Linked DNA regions of Mus musculus: all the other regions are linked to region 4. Evidence: chromatin contacts called from public Hi-C and HiChIP or PLAC-seq data. All regions are on one chromosome and are shown on one strand. The core of a region is the stretch at or near the end of the contact, and the rest is flanking DNA. Distances in the headings are between cores, read along the strand shown. Region 1 overlaps Gm30863 (a long non-coding RNA gene). Region 2 has its middle 7.1 kb from the start of Gm52041. Region 3 has its middle 19 kb from the start of Gm47754. Region 4 has its middle 10 kb from the start of Gm31600. Region 5 overlaps Rreb1 (ras responsive element binding protein 1). Region 6 overlaps Gm40915 (a long non-coding RNA gene).

What was found. A called contact is a pair of places that touch in the nucleus more often than the background predicts. HiChIP or PLAC-seq counts read pairs in DNA pulled down with a chosen protein or histone mark.
Region 1: an H3K27ac HiChIP or PLAC-seq map of microglia shows a contact between it and region 4, with 5 times the contacts expected there. The contact joins two enhancer-like sites. A contact is called at or near these places in 6 of 484 Hi-C or Micro-C datasets (CD4 T cells, CD8 T cells, Th1 cells and 2 more), 8 of 115 datasets of contacts at active chromatin or transcription factors (T-cell acute lymphoblastic leukemia, acute myeloid leukemia, cardiomyocytes and 3 more) and 1 of 9 other capture datasets (embryonic stem cells).
Region 2: a contact with region 4 is called in an H3K27ac HiChIP or PLAC-seq map of microglia, with 3 times the contacts expected there. The contact joins two enhancer-like sites. A contact is called at or near these places in 1 of 484 Hi-C or Micro-C datasets (nephron progenitors) and 2 of 115 datasets of contacts at active chromatin or transcription factors (embryonic stem cells and microglia).
Region 3: a contact with region 4 is called in a Hi-C map of CD8 T cells, with 1.9 times the contacts expected there. The contact joins two enhancer-like sites. A contact is called at or near these places in 3 of 484 Hi-C or Micro-C datasets (CD8 T cells, Sertoli cells and uterus) and 3 of 115 datasets of contacts at active chromatin or transcription factors (embryonic hindbrain, microglia and pancreatic cancer cells).
Region 5: a contact with region 4 is called in a Hi-C map of cerebral cortex, with 1.5 times the contacts expected there. The contact joins two enhancer-like sites. A contact is called at or near these places in 2 of 484 Hi-C or Micro-C datasets (cerebral cortex and pre-hematopoietic stem cells) and 1 of 115 datasets of contacts at active chromatin or transcription factors (pancreatic cancer cells).
Region 6: a contact with region 4 is called in an HNF4G HiChIP or PLAC-seq map of pancreatic cancer cells. The contact joins two enhancer-like sites. A contact is called at or near these places in 2 of 484 Hi-C or Micro-C datasets (liver and uterus) and 3 of 115 datasets of contacts at active chromatin or transcription factors (Th17 cells, microglia and pancreatic cancer cells).

The regions. Positions count from the first base shown.
Region 1 is chr13:37,525,090-37,527,789 of GRCm38.p6, reverse strand. The region is part of intron 2 of Gm30863 (a long non-coding RNA gene); the gene reads left to right. Among named protein-coding and RNA genes, the nearest start is that of Gm30863, 6.5 kb to the left of the region's middle. Within about 2 kb of position 1,374, at least 31 of the 459 cell types and tissues checked have an H3K27ac peak or open chromatin away from gene starts, as enhancers often do. A contact at or near this core is called in acute myeloid leukemia and microglia, where this site is marked.
Region 2 is chr13:37,957,858-37,960,557 of GRCm38.p6, reverse strand. No RefSeq gene overlaps it. Among named protein-coding and RNA genes, the nearest start is that of Gm52041, 7.1 kb to the left of the region's middle. Within about 2 kb of position 1,362, at least 83 of the 459 cell types and tissues checked have an H3K27ac peak or open chromatin away from gene starts, as enhancers often do. A contact at or near this core is called in microglia, where this site is marked.
Region 3 is chr13:37,560,954-37,563,653 of GRCm38.p6, reverse strand. No RefSeq gene overlaps it. Among named protein-coding and RNA genes, the nearest start is that of Gm47754, 19 kb to the left of the region's middle. Within about 2 kb of position 1,328, at least 77 of the 459 cell types and tissues checked have an H3K27ac peak or open chromatin away from gene starts, as enhancers often do. A contact at or near this core is called in CD8 T cells and microglia, where this site is marked.
Region 4 is chr13:37,749,841-37,752,540 of GRCm38.p6, reverse strand. No RefSeq gene overlaps it. Among named protein-coding and RNA genes, the nearest start is that of Gm31600, 10 kb to the left of the region's middle. Within about 2 kb of position 1,255, at least 92 of the 459 cell types and tissues checked have an H3K27ac peak or open chromatin away from gene starts, as enhancers often do. A contact at or near this core is called in CD8 T cells, acute myeloid leukemia, cerebral cortex and 2 more, where this site is marked.
Region 5 is chr13:37,907,355-37,910,054 of GRCm38.p6, reverse strand. All of the region lies in intron 5 of Rreb1 (ras responsive element binding protein 1), which reads right to left. Among named protein-coding and RNA genes, the nearest start is that of Rreb1, 20 kb to the right of the region's middle. Within about 2 kb of position 1,279, at least 47 of the 459 cell types and tissues checked have an H3K27ac peak or open chromatin away from gene starts, as enhancers often do. A contact at or near this core is called in cerebral cortex, where this site is marked.
Region 6 is chr13:37,621,263-37,623,962 of GRCm38.p6, reverse strand. Gm40915 (a long non-coding RNA gene) reads left to right here. Exons shown (of 4, transcript XR_873251.2): 3 at 945-1,114. Among named protein-coding and RNA genes, the nearest start is that of Gm40915, 5.0 kb to the left of the region's middle. Within about 2 kb of position 1,347, at least 50 of the 459 cell types and tissues checked have an H3K27ac peak or open chromatin away from gene starts, as enhancers often do. A contact at or near this core is called in pancreatic cancer cells, where this site is marked.

The DNA.
Region 1 (2,700 bases), core at 125-2,624, 220 kb after region 4:
TTTCATCTCAAGAAGCAAGCGTATTTAAGTAGAAGCTCTCTATTCATGATAATCTTCACACACAGGAGTTGGGTTTTGCAGCACATAGCTCAGACAAAAAACTCCTTTCATTCCAACTGCCCCTCATGCAAAGCAGTCCTCCAGGGAGGAGGAAGCTCCTTTCAGAGGCCTGGCAAGGATATCAGCCCAGGCCCTGGGGCAGAGGTCTTGTTCCCAGGTCAGTCCTGAGCAGAGAAGAGGAGGTGGAGGAAGAGGAATGTTGAACTGACCCTGTTCTTATTCTAGCCTGACTGTGGTTTTCCTTAGCTAGTTTGTCTGGGGTTCAGAGAAGTGAGCAGGAGGTCCCGAGCCCTTCTCAGATGACCTAAGGATCGGAGTCTCATTCTATAAAAATAAACTTAAAGCAATAAGCCCTCTTGTCATAACGACAAATGTGGGTAGGCACAGGGTTTTGTAGCGCCCTCCCTGATGCTTCCGCTGCCTAGCGAGTCTGTTTTTGTGTTTGAACAAATACAACGTAAGATTGACCAATCCCACCGTTATTAAATACACAGCTGGATGGTGCTCTCCACATTCAACACCTTAAGGCCCCATCATCGTCCCTCTACCTTCAGAATTTCCATCTCACAAAACTCTAAGTGTGCACCTATTAACTTCAAACCCCCAATTCCACTCTCCCATTCCCAGCAACCCAGTCATTTTGTTTCAGTCTCTGTGAATGTGACTCATCGGGTCTCTTTCTTATAAGCAGAATCATAAAGCAATCTTTAGCAAATGCTTAGGGTTTATTTTTGTTTTATTTTTTGTTTTTGTTTTTGTTTTGTAGTGTTTTCAAGATACTTCTCACTGTGATGAGAAAGTCAGGCTTTCTTCTTTTAGAAGGACTGATCGCCCAGAAGAGCATGGGCCAGTGTTTATTCTTTAGTCTCCCTGTGGGCCCTTGGGTTGCTTCTTCTTTGGGCCAGTATGAACAGAGCTGCTGGAAAGGTAGGTTCACACACCGGTAACGGCCTTACTTAATACTTTCACCAGCAAACAAAGGACTCTGTAGAGTGTGTGAAGATCTAACTGCTTCATAAGAGCAGGTATTTTTAAGTTTTTTTTTTTTTTCGCTTGAAGTTGGACTTTTAGATTGCCATATTTTTTGGTTTTAGTGTACTATGCAGTCTCAGAATGAATAACTCAGACATTTTATGAGAATCGAATTCATAACCAGGGTGAGAACCATGACAAGAGGAAGGCATGGCCGCCAACAGCCAGCCTCCCAGACTGGCCCCAGGAAGTCAAGAAGGGAGAAGCTGTAACTCAGTAGTGAGCAGGCAGAACACACCCACGTGGCTGTGTAAAAGTGGAGGAAGCCTGTAACTCCAGCCTCATTGGTCTGAGTGTCTCAGGGCTTGGGTTCTGGACTGATAGGGAAACAGTGTGAAGGAGCGGCAATGAGTGTCAGGAGAATCAGCCTGACTTCCGCTTCCTCTCCCCCTTGTATAGTGACGCAGCTCAGACAGGAATGTGAAGAGTCACGTAGGTCCCATGGTGTGGCTGGGAACGGTTGTCTTCACAGTACAGTCTGCACGATGGCCCAACCAGTATTATACACACTTATGTCTCTACTAGCCGAGTAGATGCTCAGCACCTGTAGATACCTAGCATCTCTGTGGCCTGGGACCCAATACCAGGGCCTGGATCAACTTGACATTGAAGCAACTGTCCTTCCCTTCTGACTCTGTGTAGCCTCCCATGTTCCTTTCCCTCAAATATCTGCGCTGTTTTTCATTCAACTCACTTCCCTATTTATTTTGACTCTGACTCAGTAGTGCCACAAATCTTACCAAAGGCTACCGAGTTCATTGACGTTGGCCGGTTGTATCGGTAGGTACCTCTCCGTTCACTCTTTTGGAAGATGTATTGATTGACAAGTTTTATTTGTTTGCTTTAGACAGACGCTCCAGGTGTAGCTAGCTCAAGCTGGCCTTGAACTTGTGATGCTCTTTCCTTGTTCTCACAACTGTCGTGAATGCAGCCCCGTTTCAGTGCGCCTGGCTTCTGGAAAGCTTGTGAATGTATTGCCCAATCTGAGTCACCTTGCTGCAGGGGTGTGGGTAGGAGAGTAGCGGGAAAGGTGGGAGGATGGTGGTGGGAATCCCGTGGAAAGCTAGGTTCCCTTTTATACAGACTTCAGTGGGCAGCCGATAAAGCAAGGCTGGGACACCGACTGGAGGAAAGGGCAACCGGGCTGAGCTGGGAAGAGAGCAACCTCCTCCAACAGCTCACCTCCCGGGTTCTGCTCCTCCGTTTTTGCTCTTCCTTGTGCAATCCGTGGCCCTCGAGACATGACTCACTCAATGGGAAGACTGTAAAACCTCCACAGAAGGACGGCTTTGTGAGCATGTTGTTCTTTTATGGAAGGGCCTTGGTTATATTGATTAATTAGCCAGCTAATTAACTCATCAACCTCCTTATGTTTACTGAGCGCTGACTGTGTGCCAAGCGCCCTGCTTTGTCCCTTCACCGTGATGTACGGAGGCTGTTGAGCCTTGTAGACATGTGCCTACTTAAGTTGGGAACTTAGAGAGAGTTCCTAAGTGAGGAAAATTTACCCACCCTCCCAGGTAACTCTTCAATGCTACCTGTTACTACCTAAGCAGTCCTGAGTGCTAGGAACTGTTTTCCCGACTGTAGGGTTTAGATGGAAGGCTC
Region 2 (2,700 bases), core at 113-2,612, 210 kb before region 4:
CATTCTCTGCCCCCACCCCCACCCCTGCTCCCTTGGGCCCATTGGTCTTTTAAATGTGTTTCTCATTATGGATGGTTGTGAGCCACCCTGTGGTTGCTGGGATTTGAACTCATGACCTTCGGAAGAGCAGTCAGTGCTCTTAACCACTGAGCCATCTCACCAGCTCCAAAGACACACTTCTGATGTTCCATCTTGACATAGCAGGTGTGAGCCATCACTGCAGAGCTTTAAAAAAAAACATCTGTCGAATGGCACTTGTGATGCATCAGGAGAATGGGGGCCTCACCAGCCACCTGGGGTAGGAGGGCACACCACACCACATCTGCCTCCAGAGTTGACCGGAGCCATGTGTCCTCGTTTTATGCAGTCACTGTCCTTTTGGTGGGCACACATCCTCCAGTCATAGACACCTGACCCCGTGCACGTGCTGGGCTGTGTGTGCGATAGGCAGTTTCACCCTCACAAGGCAGATCCTGTCACTTTCCTCCACCCCTGCTCTGACAGGAAAGGGTTTTATTCCTCCTCAGCTCACTGGACTGGCAACCTAAGACTTGCACTCTGCAGGGTGAGCAAACTGGATGGAAAGTAAGATAACTGCCTTTGGGTTTCGCTGCTTCTTTCTTTGTTTGGTTTTGCTTTTTTTTGAGACAGGGTCTCTATATACAGCACTAACTGTTCTGGAATTCTCTACGTAGACCAGGCTGGTCCTGAACTCACAGAGAGCTGCTACCTCTCTCTGCCTAGCCAGTAGTACAATTAGAGCCACGGAAGCAATATCCGGGGCTGCATTCAGTTTTCATTGCTTGTTTTATCCCCCTTCCCATTTCCCTGACGCCCCTAACTTTTTCATGCATAGTAGGACTACCATTTATGTGAGAGAGTTGTGTGGTGTCTTTGTGGGAAGGCGGGGCTAATGAGCAGCTATACATTCCCCACCCCACTCATCTGAGAGCCTGGGGTCCAGCCCTCACCATGTTGTCAATTCCTGTGAGAGGCAGGCAGGACTCAGGACAGCCCACAGTCAAAGCCAGGCAGGTCACTTCCCTATTTGGCTCCAGCTTCCTTCCCCTGAAAGAAGCGACTGCTGTGTTCCTTATTTAGGACACTGACTTTGGCAGCTTTGGCTTGGAGAGCACTGGTTTGTTGTTGTTAACGAGCAACCTTCAATTATAGGTTTAAAATAAACCCAGCGGTTCTCCCTGCTCACCCCTCCCTCCCCCGCCTCCTTGGGAGCGGGCAGGCAGCCGCTGGGCGTGGCAAACGTCAGGAACCCTAGAGCGGATGGACAGAGAATGTCCCCCATAGGCGCTGGCATTTGAACACTTGGCAGTTTGGGGAGGTTTAGGAGGTAGGACTTCGCTGGAGGAAGTATGTCATTGGGGGCAGGCTTCCCTGCTTCAAGCTTGTGGTTCAGGATGCGAGCTCTCAGCTGCTAAGCCTGCTGAGTGCTTCCACCTTTCTGCCACGATGAACTCCGCATCCTTCTGGAATCGTTAGCCCAAATCAACTTTTCTTTTTCACCCACGAGTTTACCTTGGTCATGGTGTTTTATCAGAGCCGCAGACAAGTAACGAATGCAAGCCTGGAACAAGCACGATGAAGCTATTGCCTACTAGGTCTGCCAGCAACTGAGGCACGAGTGCAGCTCAGAGCGTCACTCTTGAGTCTTTGTCCCTCCCGATTTTATACTCCTCCACCCCAAAGGCTGACATCATCTGGCTCTGGAGTTCCTCCCCACAGCTTCTGAGGTAAAGACTCAGTTCCTTGCACATTATGCTACTGGAAGATAGAGGGATTTATTTTTAAGGGGCAGGGCCAGTAGGAGGAAGTGAGATTGTTGGACTGTGCCCTTCAAGAGGCCCTAGGGAGGCTGGTTCTGCCTTCTATCTCGTTGCTTCCTGGTTGCTGTGAGATAAGCAGCTTCCACGGTTACAGTTGGCAGTGAGACTACTGACCGTGGCTGGAAGCCTCCGAAGCTATAAACGGAAGCAAACGCCACTTGTTTTTGTTGAGAGAGCTTCTTATTTTGTTAGTTTGTTTGTTTGTTTTTTGAGACAGGGTTTCTCTGTGTAGCCCTGGCTGTCCTGGAACTCACGCTGTAGACCAGGCTGGCCTCGAACTCAGAGATCTGCCTGCTTCTGCCGCCCGAGTGCTAGGATTAAAGGCTTGTGCCACCACGCCCAGCTTGAGAGAGCTTCTTGCTATGCAGTAAGCCCAGGCTGGCCTTGAATTTGAGACCTTCCCACCTCAGCCTCCCAGACACTGGGATTACAGGCCTACTATATCATTCCTAGCTAGTCCCCCTCTGTCTACCTTCCCTCCTCTCCCCCTCCCCCTCCCCCTTCCTAAAGATTTTTGCCTTGTTTTAGATGTATTTACTTTATTTTGTTTGTCAGAGTTTTTGTCTGCATGTATGTCTGTACAACACGTGCATGCCTGGTGCCCACGGAGTTTAGAAGAGGGCACCAGATCCCCTGGAACTAGAGTTACAGATGGTTGTGAGCCACCATGCGGGTGCTGGGAATGGAACCTGATCCATTGCAAGCACAACAGCTGCTCCCAACTGCTGAGCCGTCTCTCCAGCCCCTTTCGTCTTTGTAAGTTGGTTATAAAGTCTTATAACTTATAACTTTATAAAACTGGGTATTTTGTTACAGTAATGGGAAACTAGCTAACACAGATGGAGTCTATTAAGAGCTC
Region 3 (2,700 bases), core at 79-2,578, 190 kb after region 4:
TAGATAGATAGATAAATAGATAGATAGATAGATAGATACAAAGATATATAGATACATAAGTAGATAGATACATAGATAAATAGCTACTTAGATAGATAGCTTTGGGGTAGCCCAGCACCTAGGCAAGCTGTTGCTAGGCAGCTGTTGGGCAGAGCCTAGCAGGATCATCTGTAAGGCAATAGTGGAGGACCTCATTTGTGGGCTTCATCTCTACTTCTGTATTAATGTCTCAGTGGCCTTTCTCTTTTCCTCTTCTCTCTTCATTATTCCCTTTGCCTTCTGGAATCCAATCTGTTCTCCATGAAGGATCTGTGGGAAGCAGAGTTTGGAACCCAGTGCCTTGTCCTTCACTTTGGGGACAGAAATAGGATGCTCCAAGTGGGTAAAGCCAGCCACACCTGCATCCTGACCCCACCCCTGCACGCGAACACACCCCAACAGCTATGAGGCAGGGCTCATTTTAGGGGGACTTAGGGACTTCTCATTGCAATTCTTCATTCACCTCTCCCCGAGGGCTGACGGCTACTTGCAGGGAATGTTGGGAAAAATTCAAGTGACAGGTTATGCAAGGGCTGGTGACTACCTGATGGACGAAAGACTCTGTGTGTGTGTGTGTGTGTGTGTGTGTGTGTGTGTGTGTGTGAGTGAGGGGGGTGTTTGAACAGTCCAGGAGAGGGTACTTTGCAGGCAAGGTGCAAGTGCTGTGAGTTACAACATAAAGGGGCCTTGTTACACCATGGTGGTGGAGGCAGAAATCAGTGTAAGCTACTTGTCCCTGGAGTTCTGCCAAAAGGCTTCATTTCCTGACCTCTAAACCCTTTGAAGTCCGAATGCCCCGCCCCCCATCACAGTTATAAACAGCGAGGCTCCAGGGCCAGGGCCTTCCCAGCCACACCTGCTAGTATACAGATCTGTGTCCCCAGGAGGCAGCTTCCTGTACCTTGTACTGCCCAGCAGCTGCTTTGGGGGTCTAGCGTCAGGAGCGGTTAGCACATGTGTGTTACAGGAGTCCACAGTTATTCAGGGTGGAAGCTAAAATCTGGGGGGACATGGGGAAGATAGGATGCCCCAAAGTTGCATCCTGTTGCCATCTTTCTCTCTGTCTCTGGAACACTTACTGAAGGTTGGATTCATTGGCTTTCTCAACGCACACCTGCCTCGGTGATCTGAGTTATTCTGGGATATGGAGTAACTTCAGGGGCCCTCTGCTTTGTCTCAACAGTTAACAGATCCCAGCTCTTCTTCAGTGTCAACAAGGTTTCCCATGTGCGCCAAGGGTAGCAATGTCCCTGCCTTATCAGCCTAGCAACGAGAAGGCCAGTTTCCAGGAAAGCGGCCACCTGATCCAGCCTGGTGAAACCCATTCGCAGCCCAGCCACTGCTCTGTCCTTCACATCCCAGCACTCAACAGCAGAGCCACATGACAGCGTTTTCAGTTGGCTAGCCCTCCTTCTCCCCGGCAGCCGGGCTGTGGTTTGTGAATGGTAGAAATGCCTTGAGCCTTTGAATATCCCTCTAACCCTACATTGGTTAAGGACAGCAAAGCAGCAGCTTGTGGGGCCTGGGCTAGCTGGGTGGGCCCAGAAATGTCCCTCCCTCCCTGCTAAGCTCCCTGTCTTGTGAACCCAGTAGGAAACAAAGGCTGTGATGCTGACAGGCTGTTGTTAGGTACTTCCCACCCTGGCTGTGGCCTTTGATTAAACAGGGGTGATGGTGATGTTTGGGGTATACTTTGGAGAGCCTTGAATAATCTAGTTGTCGTTTGATTTGAAGAGTCTCTTTTTATAACTATATATGCCTTCCCTCTAGAGAACCAATAAATAATGTGGCCATTCTGGCAGGGCTGTCTTTCCATAGCTGCCCTGGGGAGTCTCTGGCCCCCCACCAGTGGCTTCTCCTGTTTCAATTTCCATGTCCTCTGGCTTCTGTAACCCAAGGAGCCCCTGAGCTTGGGAACAGCTGACAGCCAGACAGCTCCTAGTGGCGGTACCTGGAGAAGGAAGGGGTGGATGGGCACTGGCTTGCCAGCTTGCTCTGGGGCACCCTGTCCCTAGCTACTATGAGTCATTTGAAAGGTGAGCAAGAATGTGCCCTGGGTGAGCATAGGGGAGGGGGTATCTTCGGTGCCAAACCCAGGGAACAGAGCAGGGCCCTGTGGGCAAGGATGGGGTGGATATGAGCCCTGTTCAGAGGAGAATCACAGACAGCCCTGTTGTCTCTACAGATCATTACCTCAGAAGGAAGCTGGCCTTGTCTCCAGTGGGCATCACCCTAAAATCAGAGGCCATTGAAATGCATTTGGAAGATACTGCTTTGCATAAAGGGGCACTGTACTGGTTCAGAGGGCACCGTGTTGAGATCGGGGTGTCTCGTTTCATGGCAGGCAGTGTGTGTTGTGTTGCCTGCCGGGTGTCTCATTGCATGCAGTAGGTGCAGGAGGCATTGCATACTGTGTTTAGGCAGACACATGGCTAGACTGCTTACACAGTTATTACAGAGATTTTGTGGAACCTCTTGAGTTACCTACTAAGCCCAAACTTTCTATTTTTCCAGACGAGGAACCTAAAGCCAGAGGAGAAGCAGAAGTGGAGCTTGAGACTGTCTTCTTCCATATTCTCAGGGTGTGCAGCTTCACACCCCTGCAGCTCCACACTGTCCCTGGAGTGGGGGATGGGCAGGGCGAGCATGTGCTGGGACAGG
Region 4 (2,700 bases), core at 6-2,505:
CTAAGAAACTCCGGGTGAATTGCTTGGCAAGGAGAAAATACATTCACAGATCCACCAGTCTCTGTGGTTTGTATTTCTTTTATCTCCTGCATGGCGTGGCCTTCAAAGAAATGGACAAAGAATGCACAAACTCTGCCTTCGGAACTCTGTTGAAGCATTTTACTGGGCCAGTGAAATGGCCGGGTGTTAAGGACAAACACAATGTCTGTTGGCAGTTTCATATGGCCCAGCTTGGTAGTAAGGGGCAGGAGAATGACACTTAGTGAAGGATCAGGGAAGGCCTGTGGGAGGTACGGATGCTCAGAATGGCAGAAGGCATGTAGTGGCTAGAGCTACCTCTCAGAGTGTAGGTGCCAACTTTTATTTCTTAACTCCAGCATTCTCCAGGACCTCTGAGTAGTCAGCTGACCTCACCTCTTGCTCTGCCCTTTCTCATTGTGAACTTCCAATCTTGCAGCTTAACCCTAGAGAGAGGACACTCAGCCAGGTGGCATTGACCTTGATCTGCACTCCAGCCATTTTGGGCTCCTTCTCCTGCAGTTTATCTTGGGAGCACAAAGGTCCTGATTGGATTTGATGCTCAAACCTCTCCCCCAAGGCTTCCCTTTTAGGGATTTGGGTATTTTAGACAGAGAAATACACAGACAGCTGTGGGTGGGTTGGATTGTGGCCGGTTCCCAGCTGGGCAGAATGCAAGGCTCTCTGCTTTTCAGGATCCTGCTGTTTTCTCAATGTGAACAGGGGCTGCCCTTGGGGCTGCTCTTGCCTGGTTCCTTACTTAGTACTTCTGTGAGACTGATTCTACTTCCTGTTGTTGCTGCCCATTTAGACTTTCTTCCTCCTCCCTCCTGGCAACTGTTGGGGGGGGGGTTGCCTGTAGCAGAGCCCAATCAGACTTCTTCCTGGAACAGCCTTTCAGCCCAGGGATGTGCTAGATCAGGACACACACACACACACACACACACAGACACACACACACCCCAAATCAGAACATGAACAAACACACACAAAACAGATCAGGATAGACTGACAGACCGACAGACAAACAGACAGACACACACACACACACTCCCGAGGGCAGTGGAGGTGTGGCAGAGAGAGAATTTTCATGCACTCGACTTTTGTTTGCTGAGCCCTGCCCTGGGCGTGTGCTGGACCACCTTCCTAAAGGAATCACGCACAGCCTGCAAGCAGCCAGGCTGTTGAGCCCGTGGAGAGGGCCACACGTGATGAAAGGATGTGTGATGGGGGTTGAAAGGCTATGTGTGTTTCCTCAAGAGAGAGAGAGAGGGGAAGATCTGAAAGACTGAGAAGGGAGTCCATTTGTTTTGCATGAAGAAAACAGTGTTATTTGAAGGATGCTCTCCAGATGTGCGAGTACAGTCTGTCAGTCACTTGGAGGGAAGGGCAGGAGAGTAGCAAGTTCAAGGCCAACCAGGGCTACACAGTGAGATCTTGTCTCTAGGTGGGGGGGGGGGGTAGGAAAGAAATGGTAACAAATTATTTAATTTTTCTAATAATGGAAATGGTAGCTACTTACCATGGGTTTTTCAGTATTTTGGGACATGACTTACTAATTTCAAAACCACTTTAGGTCAAAAGATGAAACGGCTTTAATCTTCACTGTAAAATGTATTTTTCTTCTGGGTCTTACCTGGTCCTGGGTTGTTGTAAGCCAGCAGCAGTGACCCAAGCCTCATGCCTTCATGTCTCTTTCTCTCTTTAAAAGAAAAACAAAATTGAGCCAGGTGGTGGTAGTGCACTCAGAAGGCAGGCAGAGCCCTATGAGTTCAAGACTAGCCTGGTCTACAAAGTGAGCGCCAGGATATCCAGGGCTGCAAAGAGAAACCCGGTATCAAAAGTCAAGCAAACATAAGAAAATGTTTTGTTTTGTTTCACTTTAAAATTGATTTGCATGACTGTCACAATGCCACGGTACATCTAGAGGCCATAGGACAACTTTCAGGAGCCAGTTCCTTCCTTTTGTGACGTGATATCCTGGGACTCAAACTCAGGTTGTCCAGCTTGGTGGCAAGTGCCTTTACTTGCTGGGCCATCTCATCAGGCCTCCCTTACTTTGCCAACCTCACATCAGACCTCTAACCTTTGAACTGTATTTTGGGCCAATGAGCCTGTCCTTCCGTTCATTAGACTCCTCACCCAGGACAGCCTTCTGTGACTGTCTCCATCAGGCGAGGTCTCATTGAACAATTATGAGTTAGGTTTCCTGGCACTCTGATGGTTTCTTCTCCGGAGCAACCAGTCATTCATGGATTTAGCATCCTCGAACACCTCTCCCAAGACACTAATTATACTTAATTTAACACTCTTCTCTTTCCTGTTGAGCTTATTTCCCCAGGGTCTAATTTCCTCCCACTGCTGGTTTTCTCAGATGCGTTGTGATCCCTGGGTGTACCTTATGTACCAGATGAGAGTTTGGAGTTTGCCACTGGCAACTAGCACATTCCGGGCCTGGTGGAAATCCCTTCACCTTTGGCATCGACCCCTGATAACGATGAGGGGGAATTGAAACATAGAGGGGAGGGGCGAATGTGGGTGAGAGGAAGATCTGGAGTACAGATAACAGGCAGGAGGAACATGGGGGTCGAAAGAAGGGATTAGGCCTGCCAAAAGGAGAACCAAGGATGCCAGCAGATATGGAAGGATGCTTGGTGGGGTGGCAGATGGAGAGGGTTGAAG
Region 5 (2,700 bases), core at 30-2,529, 160 kb before region 4:
ACTTTGGCTCTTACATTCTTCTCCTTCCCCTTCCTGCAGTGGCTTTCATAGAGAGGTGGATGGCATCCTCTGGCTGTCATCTGTTGCCTTAGAAAGTACAGCTCCCTCACCCTGCACTGAGTGGCTGCAACAGGTAGCTCTCCTTGCTGTCCTGACTCATAATCAGGACATGTCAATCTTCACTCTAGACAGGGTTCTAACAGCTAGACCTTTGACTCCATATACTACTTAATCCCCTATTGCCTATACTTTTCCCCTAAAGTAACTTCTCAGTTACTACCTTTTGTATACATTCTTTCTGCACACTTGTCCAGTTGAGGTCAACGCCTTTTGTTCTAGCTACCAGGGATGCTGAGGCCAGGAGTTTAAGGCCAGCCTGGGAGGTAAACCCTGTCTAAAAAAAAGAAAAAAAAAAACCCACAAACAAAAATAACTTATTCTTGAGAAACAAAGACACCAGAGGCTCTTTTTACTAGTCAAGCAATATTATTCATCAAATTCCACCCAACAGTCTCTACTTCAGGCAGTTTCTTCGATAAGCTAAACTGCCCCATTTTCCTTAACTTCTCCCTGTAGCCTGCAGTCCAAAGTACACACCTATAGGCAGTCTTGACTTGAAAATGAGACTCAGGTGATGGGGCCCCAAATGAAGTCACTACTCTCAAAGTGGCCTCACTGGCTCAGAGCCATTACCTCTGTGGGAATTCACTGCCAGCTTCACCACAGAGAAAGACTGTCTGCAGCAAGGGCTAAAATAACAGTGTCAAACCAAGCCCAAACCTACGTTTCATGGTAGAATGGAATGCTCAAGTCACTGAGACCATTTGTCACCTCAGCCTGGCAGGAGGTTCTTCTTAGGTTTCTGAAAGATGTCAGAACCTCCTCATTCACTCATCTTCCTTTTGTGGGGGAGGAAAAGATAACCATCTTCATAGTAAGCCAATGATGAATCAATGCTTGCCACTCCCTAGCCCTTCCAGAAGAGGAACAAGAAACACTTAGGTTGGGCCTTTCAAGATGGTCACCTCATGCCCAAAGGAAAAAGCAGAGAGCACTATTGTGGGTGGAGGGGAAGACAATGTTAGTAGAGAGGTCTCCACCATCTGGGGACACCTTGTACCGTTCAGGACCATGAGAAACATCAGAGGAAGTAGGAGGAATCTGGACCTGGAGGAAGAAGACAAATGAGCTGAGAGACTCATCACCCAACCAAACCACCAGAGCTCCTTCTCCATGACTGCAGCACTCACGGCTGCCTTTTATCTTAAATGGGGCAGGTGTGCAGCACAGATGGCCTGTGCTTTCCACAGATGACACAATCAAGTGCTTTGAGGGAAGAGCCTCGCTGTTCTAATTCGGCCAGCGGGGCAGGGAGGGGGCCTTGGAAGAGCAGGTTCTAATCTTGGCCCTCAGTTTTCTCACCTGTAGAGCTGGCTGCAGCTCCCCCAGAGTGAGGCTGGGTTACATAAACCCGGAACCTAAGAATGTACTGCTGACTCCCTCTGAGCCCGTTATGAAACAGAATCTGGCCAGAGGAAAATAGAAAATCTCCCCAAAGACCAATACCCTCACTGTGCAGGACCCCAAACCCTCAGAGCAGTAAAGAACAGTTCAAGGGGGGCACATGGGCACCAAAGGAGAGATGGTGATTCCGTGCCACACACACAGGCAAAGGTTTCCTTGCTGCTAGCTCATTTCCTCATTGAAGGGGGTGAGGGGAACAGACGTTGCCTTCCTTAACAAGTCAGAGAAAGGCTGGCTGCCGAGTGGGCACGCTTCAGTGTTTGCTAGCACCAGCTTGTGCAGCCCAAACTGGTCGGACAGGCTGGATATTTACACAAAGGTAGAAAACAGTGAGGCAGAAAGCCCAGGGAAGTGCAGCCGGCACACTTGCGGGTCTCGATCTGTGATCTAGAGCTGGAAATCAGAATCCTACTTCACGTTGCTAATTTCCTGTTATAACACTGGACAGGACACACACCCATGTCTGGGCCAATGACCCAGTAGAAGAGATGATGCTAGACTCTCCATTTCTCATCCTGCTCCCAACACACCTATCCCTTCTTTGCTGTGACCTAGTTCTTAGCTCTCATAACCACTGGGCTGTTCAAGTGTGGGCAAGCATGATGCTCTGGGTTTTGATGCCTTCCACTAGTTTCACCCAGTATGATTAAGCTTTTGAAATATTTTAACAAAATATGTCAAAAACATCACACTGCCTGCATCTCAGAGAAAACTTTGGTATTTATTTCATCTCCAAAAGAAGATGAATAGATAAACGTTCCCACTGCCAGAAGAGAAGAAAGGTTGTTAAAAATATTAGCATCCAGCCAGCCAAGTGATAAAGGATCACGAACCAAATCATGAATTTGAGAAGCGGCACTAGGAGAAGAGGCCGGACTGCTATTTAACACCCCGTGCACGGACAGTTTTATGAGATCTTTCCTTCCCTTCCAACTCACTGAACTCAAACTGGTCTTTTAGAAAGAAATAAAAAATAAGCACCAGGCACAAGTACACTTTTAAATTATTCTCTTGAAAATGAAACTGTAGTGAACCTTTAAAAGTATAATAGAGAGGGAAAAACCACACTAAAAGAGAAAACACAATCTCTAAACTCCTACTCAAGAGACTCAATTGACACGAGCTAGCATCTGCTTTGATGCATTCTCCTGCATTTGATCTTATTTGAATATTAAA
Region 6 (2,700 bases), core at 98-2,597, 130 kb after region 4:
ATTTATTAACCCTTTACTTGATAATCTTACAATGTGTTTAACATGTGGTGGGAGCATTCCACTGTACATGAGAAGTGTGCCAGGCAGCCTCAGTTTCCTTCTGCGTCCATCGCAGTCCCTTCTCTCCTTCTGCAGGCAACAGCGACTCCAATGCTTCTTCCTAAGGCAGCCCCTACACAGATATGTTTATGTGCCCTCTCTTACATCCAGGAGCAGGCATTTGGAGTCGCTTCTCGCTCCTCGCTCAGGTCTGTCTGCTTTGGGGTCTGCTATGATCTGAAAAGACTCCATGGTGTGTTCTCGCTGCAGTGAGCTATTCTGCCATGATGGGCTGAAACTCTGAGCCCAAGTCCATCTTCCCTACCAAGTTTCAGTCAGTTATTGTCACAGCAATGTCACCACAATTAATACAGCCAAAAAGAGAGAGTTTCAGCGTTCAGGGGATATCTGGATTCAGAATTGCAGGTAAGAGATTAGATCTGCAATATTTAGCCCGTGCCAGGCCCTGGGTGGGCATCCTTTTACACCTTTGTTTATTTAGCTTCAGAATATAAAAATATGGGGCTAGAAAGACGGCTCAGTGTCTCTTTTTCCAAAGGACCCGAGTTCAATTCTCAGCACTCACATGGCAGCTCACAATGGTCTGTAACTTCAGTTCCACCCTCACACCAATGAACATAAAATAACGCTAAGTAAACTATTAAAAATATATAAATATACTCTAGCTGTGCAGAAGTTGGTTAAGTTGTTTAGACTTTGGGTTTGGCTAATTTGTGTGTGTGTGTGTGTGTGTGTGTGTGTGTGTGTGTTTTGCAACTTTTTGTTTCAAAATAAATAAAAGAGTAACAATGTTTAAAACAAATAAAAGTACTTTAAAAGTTTTCTTTTTGTTACTAGTTTTTATGTGTTTATGTAAGTGTGTATTTGTATGTGTATGTGTTCAGGTACCCTTGGAACCCAAGAAAAGGAGTGAGATTCCCTAGAGCTGGTGTTACAAGCACTCTGAGTCACCTGGCATCAATACTGGGAACAGAGCTAGGGTTCCCTAGAAGAGCCACAAATACTTCTAACCACGGAGCCATCTCTCCAGTCACCTGACAGAAGTCAGCACATGGTAAGACAGACTAACAAATGTGCTAGTCTGGGTCTCTCTTCCTCTTCCTTAAGAGCCACACATACCATCCTAGGATTCCTACTCCCACCTGCCCTAACAGCCTCCTGGAGTCCCCACCTCTGCACCATGAGCGTGTGAAACTGGAGGTTAACTTTCCAGTCTATGATGCTTGAAGGACTACATTCAACCCTAGTATGTCTGAGTCCCACACAATAGAAAGGAAGTGTTTGACTGGTGAGTCAATATGACCGGGTAGATGACCCAGACATGACATTTTGTTAAGGACCTGTAGCTGTCCTAGGAGTGGAGAGGCTGCCAACCACGAAGAGCCTTGAAGTCCAAGGCTTTAACACCCCAGGGCGGCTCCACCCACATTGTCCGTGTTAGTTGATGGCATGAATTAGCTGGTGGTTTGTTACATTTAATTAGAAAGTAGATGCTAGAAACTGGTCTCTCTGTCTCTCTCTCTCTCTCTGTGTGTGTGTTTCTGTGTGTATATTTCTCTGTGTGCATCTCTGTGTGTATATCTCTGTGTGTCTATGTGTGTGCATCTCTCTATATGTGTTGATTTCTGTGTGTCTCTCTGTAGTGTCTGTGTATCTATCTATGTATGTGTGTGTGATTATCTCTCTCTGTGTGTGTCTGTGAATGTCTGTATCTCTATGTGTGGTTATCTGTGTATGTCTGCGTGTATTTTTATGTGTGTATCTATCTGTGTGTGCATGTGTGGTGTATGTGTGTCTATCAGTGTGGTGTGTGTGTCTGTGTGTATATGTATCTATCTCTCTGTCTCTGTGGTGTGTGTATATCTGTGAATGTCTGATCATTCCTACACCTTGAATGTTGTCCTGTCCAGGGGATAATAATCTTTCTCTAGTGTGCACTGCCTCAAGAGGACACTGTGGCTATGCTAAACTCTAAGCCTAACCAGGCTTCAAGTAGAAAAAGAAGTCTTGAGCCTGTCTCTCTCTCTTCATGTGACAGTGAGGAGAGCTGGCTCTGTCTGGCTCTGTGAGTGATTTTTTGGCTTGAGGCCACCATAGTTATATCTGCCCTGGTCCAGGGTCTCCTTCAGGTAGCTGCTATCTGCTATCTCTAGTCATCATGGTTCAGGTTTATCATCCTGTTTTATGTGATGGAAGAGGGAGTGTGAGAGGACCTAACAAGAGGATGGGCCTGTGTAGCCCAAGGAAGAGAACTGTTTGTGACCTGGTATGCCATCAAAGCATGGCTGGCTCATAAAGTCTAAGTCTGAGTGACTCAAGCTTATTGCCTATTATATTTAGATGCCCAGAATGGTACCCTGTCACTCCTGTCCTCACACAGCAGCTGCGTGCTGGCCTTGGGCTACGTCTTTCTCATGTAGTGTCCTGGCTGACTTAGCAGGAGTATGCTGGCTAGAGTACTTTCACAAAGCGTGCCCACCGTGCACTATCTGCAAAGTATCAGCCTGCACTGTCAAAAGATCACACTTTGATGCTCTGAGGTCAGCCTGGTGACTTTGAAACCGTCCCATCCAATACCACTCCAGCTTTGCTGATGGTCAAACCGGTTCCCATCACCCATCACCATCTTTTTTTGTTTTT